Linked DNA regions of Gossypium hirsutum: region 2 is linked to region 1. A link is a contact called in public Hi-C data. All regions are on one chromosome and are shown on one strand. The core of a region is the stretch at or near the end of the contact, and the rest is flanking DNA. Distances in the headings are between cores, read along the strand shown. Region 1 holds the start of LOC107909635 (U4/U6 small nuclear ribonucleoprotein Prp31 homolog). Region 2 has its middle 67 kb from the start of LOC121215068.

Region 1 (5,554 bases), core at 2,534-5,033:
CTTCTTCTATTTGATATTTATTAGAATAAGGTGTTTCAACCTTACTACACTATTTCTATTTGATGTTGATTAGAACAAGGTTTTTCAACCTATAAATAGATGTAGTCAAAACTCCTCTTGTATCATTTGAATTCAACATTAATGAATTTTCTTCTCCTCTGCCCGTGGTTTTTTCCCGAAAGGGTTTTCATGTAAAATCTGTGTGTTCTTATTTTTCTCTTTCTTTTTGCTTTGCGGTCGTTCTATGTTGTTATTATCGGCGTTCAGGTAAAAAAATAATATAAACATTATAATATAACCTTTATAACAAAAAGGTATATTAAGTCTTCAATAGGTTTTATAAAACTTATAATAGGGTTCCATGTAAGAATAATATAAAACTTAGGTTAAATTTTACTATTAGTTCTTGAACTTTGTAAAAGTTGTGGATTTAGTCCTTATATTTTAATTTGATCAATTTTAGTCATTGTATTTTTTGAATTGGTCATTTTTAGTCTTTGTACTTTTTGAATTTTGACTTTTGGTCTTGACTCAGATAGTAGCAATTAAATTCGTTTGTTTAAATTCGATTGCTAGTCCTATATTATGCCTACAATTGTAGGTTTAGTTTACATTCTCCAATTGGATCATTCAAAGTTTCTATACTTTTCGAATTATGAAATTTTAGTCGTCTTGACACAAATAACAATTGTTAATCTATTAATTGAATTTCTAGTGAGTAATACATGGAAATAACAAGCTAACATGGAATTACACATATAGTAATATGTTTGCCACGTTAGATTCTGGAAATATTAAAACTTAACTTAATGAATTTAATAGTTATTATTTAGTGAGGATTGAAATTTAAAATTTGAAAAGTATAAGGACTAAAAAGACAAAATTAAAATATAAGAACTAAATCCACAATATTTACAAAGTTTAAGGACTAATGGTAGAATTTAACTTAGAATTTATAATGTAGCATTTAGAAACCTAATTTGTTGTTAAGCCAAAAATTGCGTGAAACACTTGAAGTTAGATGTGTTCAATGGCAAAGTTTCTTTTATTATTATTATTATTATTATCTAATAATAAATATATGTACAAAAATTAAAATTATTTATTATTATGGTATGCAAATAACTTTTATAAACTTGTATGAAAATAAATTTCAAACTTAAAATAATTGACATGTGTTAGAAAAATCATAAGGTAATTGATAATTACCTCAATTCTTAATTTCTCTCTAACATTTTATTTGGACATTACATAGTAATTAATTGAAAGTGTAATTAGTAGGGTAGTAATCATATTCATTTGTAATTACAAAGAATTATAATTTTCTAAATGTGTTTTGTTGATAGGGTGTAATTACATTATAATTCCTCATGTCATGTTAGGTAGTGCAAATTGTAATTGTACAGTTACATATTTTATATATTTTTAAAAAAATATTAATTATTATAAAAAATATTAGCATGATAAAAAAAATTTCTAAACAAACAACAAACAACAAACAACAAAAATCAAAATCAAATCATCATATGTATCGTGTTAATAAAAAAGTAGTTAATAATACAATTACTAATAAAAATAAAAATAAACATCATATAAAATTTGAAAATAACTTACATAAGGACGATCCTAAAAAATAAGGTTTTTAGGCACCAATAAAATTTTGCCACATCATCAAATTTTAAAGACATGAAATTATTATTATATACTCATCTATAGATAAATTATTTTATGGACTCTTCCAACCATATTATTCATGGTCCATTCTCAATTATTTAATTACATTTCAACATTTTTTTTCATGTCATTGACAAATGATTTTGATATTTTTTTTAACCCTGAACCCTAAATTTAGAATCTCAACCCCTAAACCCAAAATATAGAATCCAAAATTTAAAACCACAAAACTTTGAACCTTGAACCCGAACCATGAATCATAAACTCGTAACCTCGAACCTTTAAACCTTAAACTCAAACCCTAAACATCAAATCCTTAAACACTGAACTTAAACCTTGAACCCCGAACCCAAAACCCAAACTTGGACTCAAAATCTTAAATCCTAAATCCAACCCTAAACCTCAGGATTTGGGATTCAAGGTTTGAGGTTCTGGGTAGAATAATTACCAAAATTATGTGTCAATGACATTGAAAAATTGCACAAAAGTTTTTTTTTTTTTAAAATTAGTTGCACAAAAATAAAAAATATTAACTTATGAAGAAATGATTAAAATTTGTAAAAAAGAAGAAGAAGAAAAGGTGTTTGTTTATAATTTTAAAAATTAATTATTTTAAATAATTTAATTAAAGTTAAATTAAATTGGAGAAGATATTAGATATAGATGAGTGTATAATAATACTTTGTTATCTTTAAAATTTAATGACGTGGCACTATTTTATTGGTGTTTAAAAACTATACTTTTTAGGATGATCCTAATATAATTTATTCTCATAAAATTTTATCTAAATTGTTCCAGTGTTTCATATTTGTTGGGTTATTTCCTCTTTAATATAAGCTCATTTTCATCAAATGTTGGTTTTTGACCGAGTTCATTATCTATCATCTGAATTTGTATCATTGTGATTATCAAGATCTCTTTTTTCCTTGTATGTTTCGAAGTATAGATCATCCCAAATATACCTATGAATGAAGGTATGAAGTATGCAATATGCTAATATGATCAGATATTATTATTTTTATGTTATACTAAGTGATGTTGATATGAGAAATTTTTTTAAAATAACAAATGTCCTCTCAACCACATTTCGAAGCCTTAAACGTCTCAAATTAAAGAATTCTTGAGTCGTCTTTTGTGCTTGTGTCTAGTTCCATTCTCTCAAATCGTATCATACCCCACGATATGGTGCATGAATATTTTTTACATTTGCATAATTAACATCTACCAAATAAAATTTGGGTTCACAGTGCAAATAGTTTGTAACTTTAATAATAAAAACTCATATAAACTTAATTTTAAAAAAAGAATTATGTTATATTATAAATTTTTTTATATAATATACAAATTAAGTAAAAAAAATATAATAATTATAATATATTAACCTTTATAATTTTTTTATAGTGTGCTATAATTTTCATAACATTTCTTATAAATAATATAATTTTTTGCCATAATTTTATAAAATTATAACATTCTTTTTTACAAAAAAACATATTATTTTTATAATATATAACATCGACACATAAATAGTTTATATTCATGTTTTTTATCATAATTTTTTATAAATAAATATAATATACACTTATATAATCTTAGATTATTTTTTATAATAAATTTTATTGTTCTAACTTTAAAAAAATTAAGACTTAAGCAATATAATTTTTATTATAACTTTATAAAATACACATAAATTATGTTATAATATAAGATTTATAACATAATAAATCTTTGATCATAACCATCTTGAACACTTATACATGTTTATGCTTATAATATAAAAATTTATAACTTAAACTTGTACTCTAATTACACCAAATTTTCAATGAGATCCAGAAATTACAAGTAATTACACCCAAATTCAATTATTAAATAATTTTTCAAACACTACCTAAGAATTAAAAAGAGTAATTCAAATAATCAAATTAACAACTACGATGATCACCAAAACATACCGCACTTACTGACAAATCCAATTACCGGTGCTTTTCAAATACTACAATTTTTGAAAAAATAGATGAGAAAGATTTTTTTTACCAAGATGGATCAAAGCATAAATGATTTCGGGCCAACATAGAAATAGAAGGTCTAGCCCATACAAAAGCCGACTCGATAGCATGTTCAAGAAGTTTCCCTATAAATTATTTTCGCTATCGCCCAAACGAAGTTTCTTTGTTTATTTGCTCTTCTTTTCTCCGATTAGGGTTCCTTCATTATTCTCTTTAGGAAATTTTAATTTTCAACTTGTTTTCGTTTATTCTCTTCGATTTTGGGTTAAACCCTAGAAGGCTCCTCGCGAAAGTGTCAGATGGTTAGTTTTCTTTTCTCTAATTACTCTATTTTTTTTCTCCTGGAATTTTAGCACTTTTCATTCGATAAAATAATTGCATCTAACTGTCTGTTCTTTTACTTGGTTATAATTTTCAGGCAACTTTAGCTGATTCATTCCTTGCGGACCTTGATGAATTATCAGACAACGAAGCCGATGTTCTGGTGAGTTGAAACTATACTTACCTTTTCTGTTTTGAGTTTCAGCCTCTTTTTTTTTTATTCGACACTTAATCTGAATCGTAATGTTCATATCATTCTTTCAGGAGGAAGAAAATAATGATGTTGCAAACATGGAAGAAGATATTGATGGTGACCTCGCGGATATCGAAACGCTTAACTACGATGATCTGGACAGTGTTTCCAAATTGCAAAAAAGTCAGAGATACATTGATATAATGCAGAAAGTGGAAGATGCGCTCGAGAAGGGTTCTGATATATCAAATCAGGGCTTGGTACTGGAAGATGATCCTGAGTATCAGCTGATTGTGGACTGTAATGGACTATCAGTTGATATCGAGAATGAGATTGTTATTATCCATAATTTTATACGTGATAAGTACCGATTGAAGTTTCCTGAGCTTGAATCGCTTGTACATCATCCAATTGATTATGCTCGTGTGGTGAAAAAGATTGGCAATGAGATGGATTTAACCCTTGTGGATTTGGAAGGGCTTTTGCCTTCAGCTATCATTATGGTTGTTTCAGTTACAGCATCAACTACCAGTGGCAAGCCACTTCCTGAAGATGTTCTCCAGAAAACTATTGATGCGTGTGATCGTGCTCTGGCTCTGGATACTGCAAAGAAGAATGTTCTTGATTTTGTAGAAAGTAGAATGGGATATATTGCACCAAATCTTTCTACTATTGTTGGAAGTGCTGTTGCTGCTAAACTTATGGGTACTGCTGGTGGCCTTTCCGCATTAGCTAAGATGCCTGCTTGTAATGTTCAGCTGCTTGGTGCGAAGAAGAAGACCCTTGCAGGGTTTTCCACTGCAACGTCACAGTTTCGTGTTGGGTATATTGAACAGACAGAGATTTTTCAAACTACACCCCCTGCTTTGAGGAGTCGTGCTTGTCGTCTCTTGGCTTCTAAAGCAACTCTTGCAGCACGTATAGACTCCACTAGAGGGGATCCTTTGGGGAATGCTGGAAAAACCTTAAAGGAAGAAATTCATAAGAAAATTGAAAAATGGCAAGAACCACCTCCTGCAAAGCAGCCTAAACCACTTCCTGTTCCTGATTCTGAACCTAAGAAAAAGAGGGGTGGTCGTCGCTTAAGGAAGATGAAAGAAAGGTAGTTCTGTTATTTTGATTACTATTGAAATCTTTATTTTTCCTTTTAAAATTTTTTTCCAGCAATTTGTTTGTGCATTCTGCATTTTGCTTATATCTATATATGTTATTTTCAGGTATGCTATAACAGACATGAGGAAGCTAGCGAACAGGATGCAATTTGGAGTACCTGAGGAAAGCTCTTTAGGTGAACTTAGATTTTTCTAATTTCCGAAGAATCATTTTTAGTTTTTTTTTTCTTTAATGATGCTTGAACTCA
Region 2 (5,583 bases), core at 89-2,588, 320 kb before region 1:
TCTATTTTTTAAATAGATAAAATAAAATACAATTTAACTCTTGATACAAAAACTTCCATAATACTTTTATCCATATATATTCAAGAACAAATAATTAATGTATAGGTAATGAATGGTCAAGGTCAATAAGTTGGCAATCCACATGGTGAGTATGGGATGAAGGGTGCAACAAACAGTTTGTGAGATGATGGAGGGAATGCCCCCTCCATATCATATCATATCATCGTCATCCATGCAACCCCTTACATGTCATCAGATTATTTATACATCCAACCATCAAATTAAATTAATCCCATTTTCTCTTTCATTTGTTGCCTTAATTTGCATATATGGGTTAGCTTTTTACGTTCAAACTCCTCAATTCTCCCACTTATATTCCCGAGGGTTTCAATGGTGGCAATGAAAGTGACAATATAATTCTCATAAGTATGGATATATAATCGTTCATATATATATGAAAAATTATTTTAAAAGATTTTATCATATCTACCAATCGCGGAGCTTAGCAAATATCAAAGGGCATGGTTTCCTAAAATAGTAAAATCTTAATTTAGACTTTTTATAATTTATAAAATTTTAAATTAATAATGATAAAAATACACTTTAACCACTTAAAAATTATATAAATTTAATTTAACGTTTTTAAAATTATAATATATAAATTATTAAAATTACTATTGTAAAAATTCATATTAGACACTTATCAATATATACACTTAAATTCAAATAAATGTGAAAATTCATATGTATTTAATAGAATGTTTGTAATTAAATTCAATAAAAGCAATAGTATTACTATTGATGATTCATTTTCAAGGAATTTGATAATATTCACACACACCTTTCTATAAAGACGTATCTGTCACAATTAAGAAGTATTGTATATAGATGATTCACCATACATAAATTAATAAACTTTGATGCAGAAGTTATAAACTCCATACATACACATATTTTTGTATGGACGAAATCAAGCCAGCAGAGCACATATCTGTATTAATGGTTTACATATAAATCATATATATGAACATCGCACATGTGAAAAAAATCATTATCCATTTCCTAAAACAATTTGAAAACTTTTGCATGACGCGTATATTAATTATTTCACATATATATAGTATACAATAATATTGGTTTGATTTTGATATATATTGTGGAGAGAAATGATTATTTTTGCAGAGTACACGTTTTTCTCTTTTCTTGAAATTAAATGCACAGAAAGAATGAAGGCAAGAGGTCATTTTCATTTCCAACGAATCAATTGGAACTTAGCGGAATTAAAACTTTTTAGCAGCCATAGGAAGGTGTTTGATAGCCAGCCAGCATGTTATGTTAGCCCACCTCGACCTCTAGGGCACGGCACATGATTTATTGCCATCTTTGACCCCCACTAGCCATATGCATATAAAATGTACATAATTCATACTGGTACAACATTTATGTACTGCCATCAAAATACGTTTCTAATCCAAGATTATTATTAGATAATATTCATATTGGGAATCGACCCGATTAAGCAACAAACAAGTTAAAATAACGGAAGAAATTGAGAAATTAAACACACAAATTTAACGTGGAAAAGCTCCTCCAAAGAGGATAAAAAACCACGGGCAAAGATAATTTTTACTATAATGGCAAAATAACGAAGAGTACAAAAGATAGAGATAAAAAAACTAAACCCCGAAACCCGAAAACAAAGAACCCTCTAAACGTAAACACAAAATTCTCCAACAGTGTTATGGGTTCTAATTTTTTAATGGGTGTTTTTCTAAGGTTATAAAAAAAAGACTATTTATAAGTTAAATTCGTAAAGATTATTTATAAGCTAAATTCGTAGGTCAAATAAATTATGCTAATAAATATTAAATATATTATACTAATAAATATTAAATCTTCTAAAAAGAAATTATATTTTGTTTAACTTGCAAGCAATTTCTTATTTAACAGAAATTTGGGCCACACAACTCTAACAATCTCTACCTTGAGACGAATTCTCACAATGCCATCTTTGCCAAAGCCCACCACGGGCCTATCTTGAACTATGCAGGGAATTAACTGAGTCAAATTTGTGCTTAGAAGTTGGAAAATTTCTAGCCGTCGACTTGTGCAATGCCAAATCAAAACTAACTTGGGTCTGATTTTCACGAACATAGTGCTTTAACTTTTCAAAACTTGCATCCAAAAGAGAACTTCTCTTCAATGAAACAGTCATGCATTTTTCCCTCTTATGACCAAGTTGTCTTCGCTCCAAACGAGTTGACTTTGACTCCGTAACGGACAAGGGACATCCAGTTTCACCGATCACTGTAGAACCTTCTAGAATATAAAAACTGTCAGTCCTTTTACCTCTTAACAAAACGAGAGCTCCACAAGTCACCTTAATGTAACTCGACTCGATGTTGATTCAACAACCTTTCGAGTCTAAAATACTCAAGGAGATGAGATTCTTTTGTAAAACAGGTACATACCTGACATCTGAGAGTGTCCTAATCATCCCATCGTGCATTCTAATTTTAACAGTACCAATACCAATTACCTTACTCGATGAATCATTTCCCATGCGCACAACTCCACCTTCAACCAAATTGTATATGAAGAACTATTCTCTATTGGGACACATGTGAAAATAACATCCAGAATCTAAGATCCACTCAGACGTAAGCTTGGAGCTACTGCTCGTTAACACTAACAAGAAATCATCACCACTTTCGTCGACCAAATAAGCACCAGCTACATCTTCCTCGTTACTCCGAGCAGCCCTTTTATTTCTTAGTTTATAACAATCTGCTTTGACGTAACCTAACTTCTTACAATAGTGACACCTTTTGTCTCGCTTCTTTGATGCTGCCAAAATAGAAGCTTACTTATCTGCCTTGCTATCTGAACCAAACTCATTATCGAGTTTGTCTTTACTCAACAAATGACCCTTCACATCCTCAAACGAGAGTTTGTCTCTGCTATAAATCAGGGTCTCCCTGAAAGACTTGTACGAAGAGGGTAAAGAGCATAATAATAGCATAGCCTGATCTTCATTGTCAATCTTAACCTCAAAGTTCTTTAAATCATTAAAAAGAGTAATAAATTGACTATTGTGATCTCTAAGAAGCTCAACTTTGTTAATGTGAAACATAAATCAACGTTTCAACACTAAACAGCTAGCCAGAGACTTAGTCGCATAAAGAATTTCTAACATTTTCTACAAGGCGGATGAAGTTTTCTCCATCAATACCTTCTGCAATAGCCTATTCGCGCGACACAACTGAATTGCAGACATGGCCTTTTCATCAAGCTCTTCCCATTTTGTCTGATCTAGATTCTCAAGTTTTTTTCTCGATAACGACCTTTTTCAGGCCAGCTTGAACTAGAATTGCCATTATCCAAACCTGCCATAGATTGACATATGTGACACCATTGAACTTTTCAATGTCAAACCTTGTTGCTTCCATCTCTGAATAGGTTGATCTACGAAAATTGAACTTACTCTGGTACCACTTGTTGGAGATTGACCCGATTAAGCAATGAAAGAGTAATAAAAGCAGAAGAAATTGATAAATTGAACACACAAATTTAACATGGAAAAACCCCTTCAAAGAGGATAAAAAACCACAGGAAAAGAAAATTTTACTATAATGCAAAAAGAACGAAGAGTACAAAAGATAAAGATAAAAACTAAACCCTGAAACCTGAAAACAAAGAACCCTCAAAACGTAAACACAAAATTCTCCAAAAGTGTTATGAGGTCTAATCTTTTTATAGGTGTGTTTTCTAAGGTTATAAAAGAGCTTATTTATAGGCTAAATTAGTAGGTTAAATAAATTGTGCTAATAAATTCTAAATATATTATACTAATAAATACTAAATCTTCTAGAAATAAAATATATTTTGTTTAACTTGACTTGCAAGGAATCTCTTATTTAACAAAAATTTGAGTCACACAACTCTAGCAATTCACAGGCAAAATTTTTAACTAGATTTAAAAACTGTTATATGTACCAATGAGTGTTGAGTCTAATGGTAAGAAAAAGCTCAGATTCAAACCCTGAAGATGACATTGTTGAGAGGAATAGACATAAAATCCAAAAAGATTAGTTATTTTTATGGTAAAATGAACATGAAAAATACTTTGACCATACAAAAAAAAACATTACGTGTCCTATTTATTTATTAAATATCAATTATAGACACATGAAAGTTCTTTGATTTGAAATTAAAAAAATGGAATGTTGTGTCAATAATAACATGATAAATTGAAAAACAAAAAAAAATTAAAGGTTAATATATCCATAAGTTTCTATACTCTTCAAAAATTTTCAAATTAATTTCTATACTTTTATTTTTAGGAATTTGGACCATCTACTTTTTAAAATTAAAATTTTAGGTCCAATTGTTAACACCCTTAACCTTTTTTTTTATTGTTAGATTTTTGTGTGTGTGTGTGTGTGATATTTTGAAATTAAAAAAGTTTACTTATTTGGTAGCCATGTAACTAAAAAAATGACATTGTAATAAACCTAAATTTAACAAAATAATTTAACACGGTTAACAGTTAGACCTTCTAACGCCCTATACCCGACCCATATACTGGATCCGAGCATGAGGTGTCACAAAGCAGATACACTTAACTAAATTATTCAATCTACTATAACTTTACTAGATGTACCTCTTATTTATTAGAATTTATTCTTAAGATAATAGGCTCGCATAATACATTTGTCAATTGTCATAGAACTTTCAAAGGTAAATTAAAATCTTACATCAATCTACTTAAGTAAACAGACACATTGTGGTGGTATTACTATTGAAAACACATATTTCCATAACATCCCTCTATATGCAAAATATTTCCCTCGATTTATTGCTACGACGCATTCCTGGTTTGGTCCCTCCTGGCGTACCTGTTCAACACACAAACCTGCAAACCAAAACACATATATAAGTTTCTGAACAACTTAGTGAGTCTTACTCATGTTTACCTTTTTATGAAAATGCAGACTCCTTTTGTAACACCCCAAAATATGGCCTAGGAGTTTCGAGAGTATTTTAGGAATTTTAGCCTATATGTGCGCATAATTTTGTAAGGTTGGTAATCGATAATGTTTTCAACAATGACTATAAGAAAATTAAGTCAATTTTTGAAAATAATTTTTAAATACCTTCAATTTTGAAAATGGGACTGATTTTTAAAAGAGTCAAAACTATGAGCTTTTAATAGGAAATTTAAAATTGAACCTAAAAACCCCCATTCCCAGCTTATTTTCACGATAGTTCTTCTCCTTACCCATAATGTTACCGTCCCTCACTCTCTCAAAGCCCTAACTCCTCAATTTTGATTTTGAAACCATATTCTTATGGTTTTCATCATCCCAAGTCAATTACCTTCATAAATCTCCAAGAAAACACTAAAAAATCTCACCAATTTCATCATATTCCTTGAGTGTGGGTTTCTCAGATTTGCGTCAAAAACTCTATTTTTCTTCCATCAAAGGTAACCATTCACTTTCCTATTAGTTTTTAATGTTATCTTGACTTTAAAATTGAGTTTTAGTTATGAAAATTGAATGTTTTAGTTAAAACCCAAAA

Evidence for each region. Hi-C and Micro-C count contacts between places; a contact is called where the count stands out from the background.
Region 2: a Hi-C map of leaf shows a contact between it and region 1, with 1.9 times the contacts expected there. The contact joins the enhancer-like site here to the promoter of LOC107909635 in region 1. A contact is called at or near these places in 2 of 34 Hi-C or Micro-C datasets (both in leaf).

What each region holds. Positions count from the first base shown.
Region 1 is chrD02:61,396,595-61,402,148 of Gossypium_hirsutum_v2.1, reverse strand. LOC107909635 (U4/U6 small nuclear ribonucleoprotein Prp31 homolog) reads left to right here and starts at 3,783. Exons shown (of 7, transcript XM_016837245.2): 1 at 3,783-3,982; 2 at 4,099-4,164; 3 at 4,266-5,296; 4 at 5,412-5,482. The coding sequence starts at 3,980.
Region 2 is chrD02:61,718,901-61,724,483 of Gossypium_hirsutum_v2.1, reverse strand. No RefSeq gene overlaps it. Among protein-coding and RNA genes, the nearest start is that of LOC121215068, 67 kb to the left of the region's middle. Within about 2 kb of position 1,338, at least 3 of the 9 cell types and tissues checked have an H3K27ac peak or open chromatin away from gene starts, as enhancers often do. A contact at or near this core is called in leaf, where this site is marked.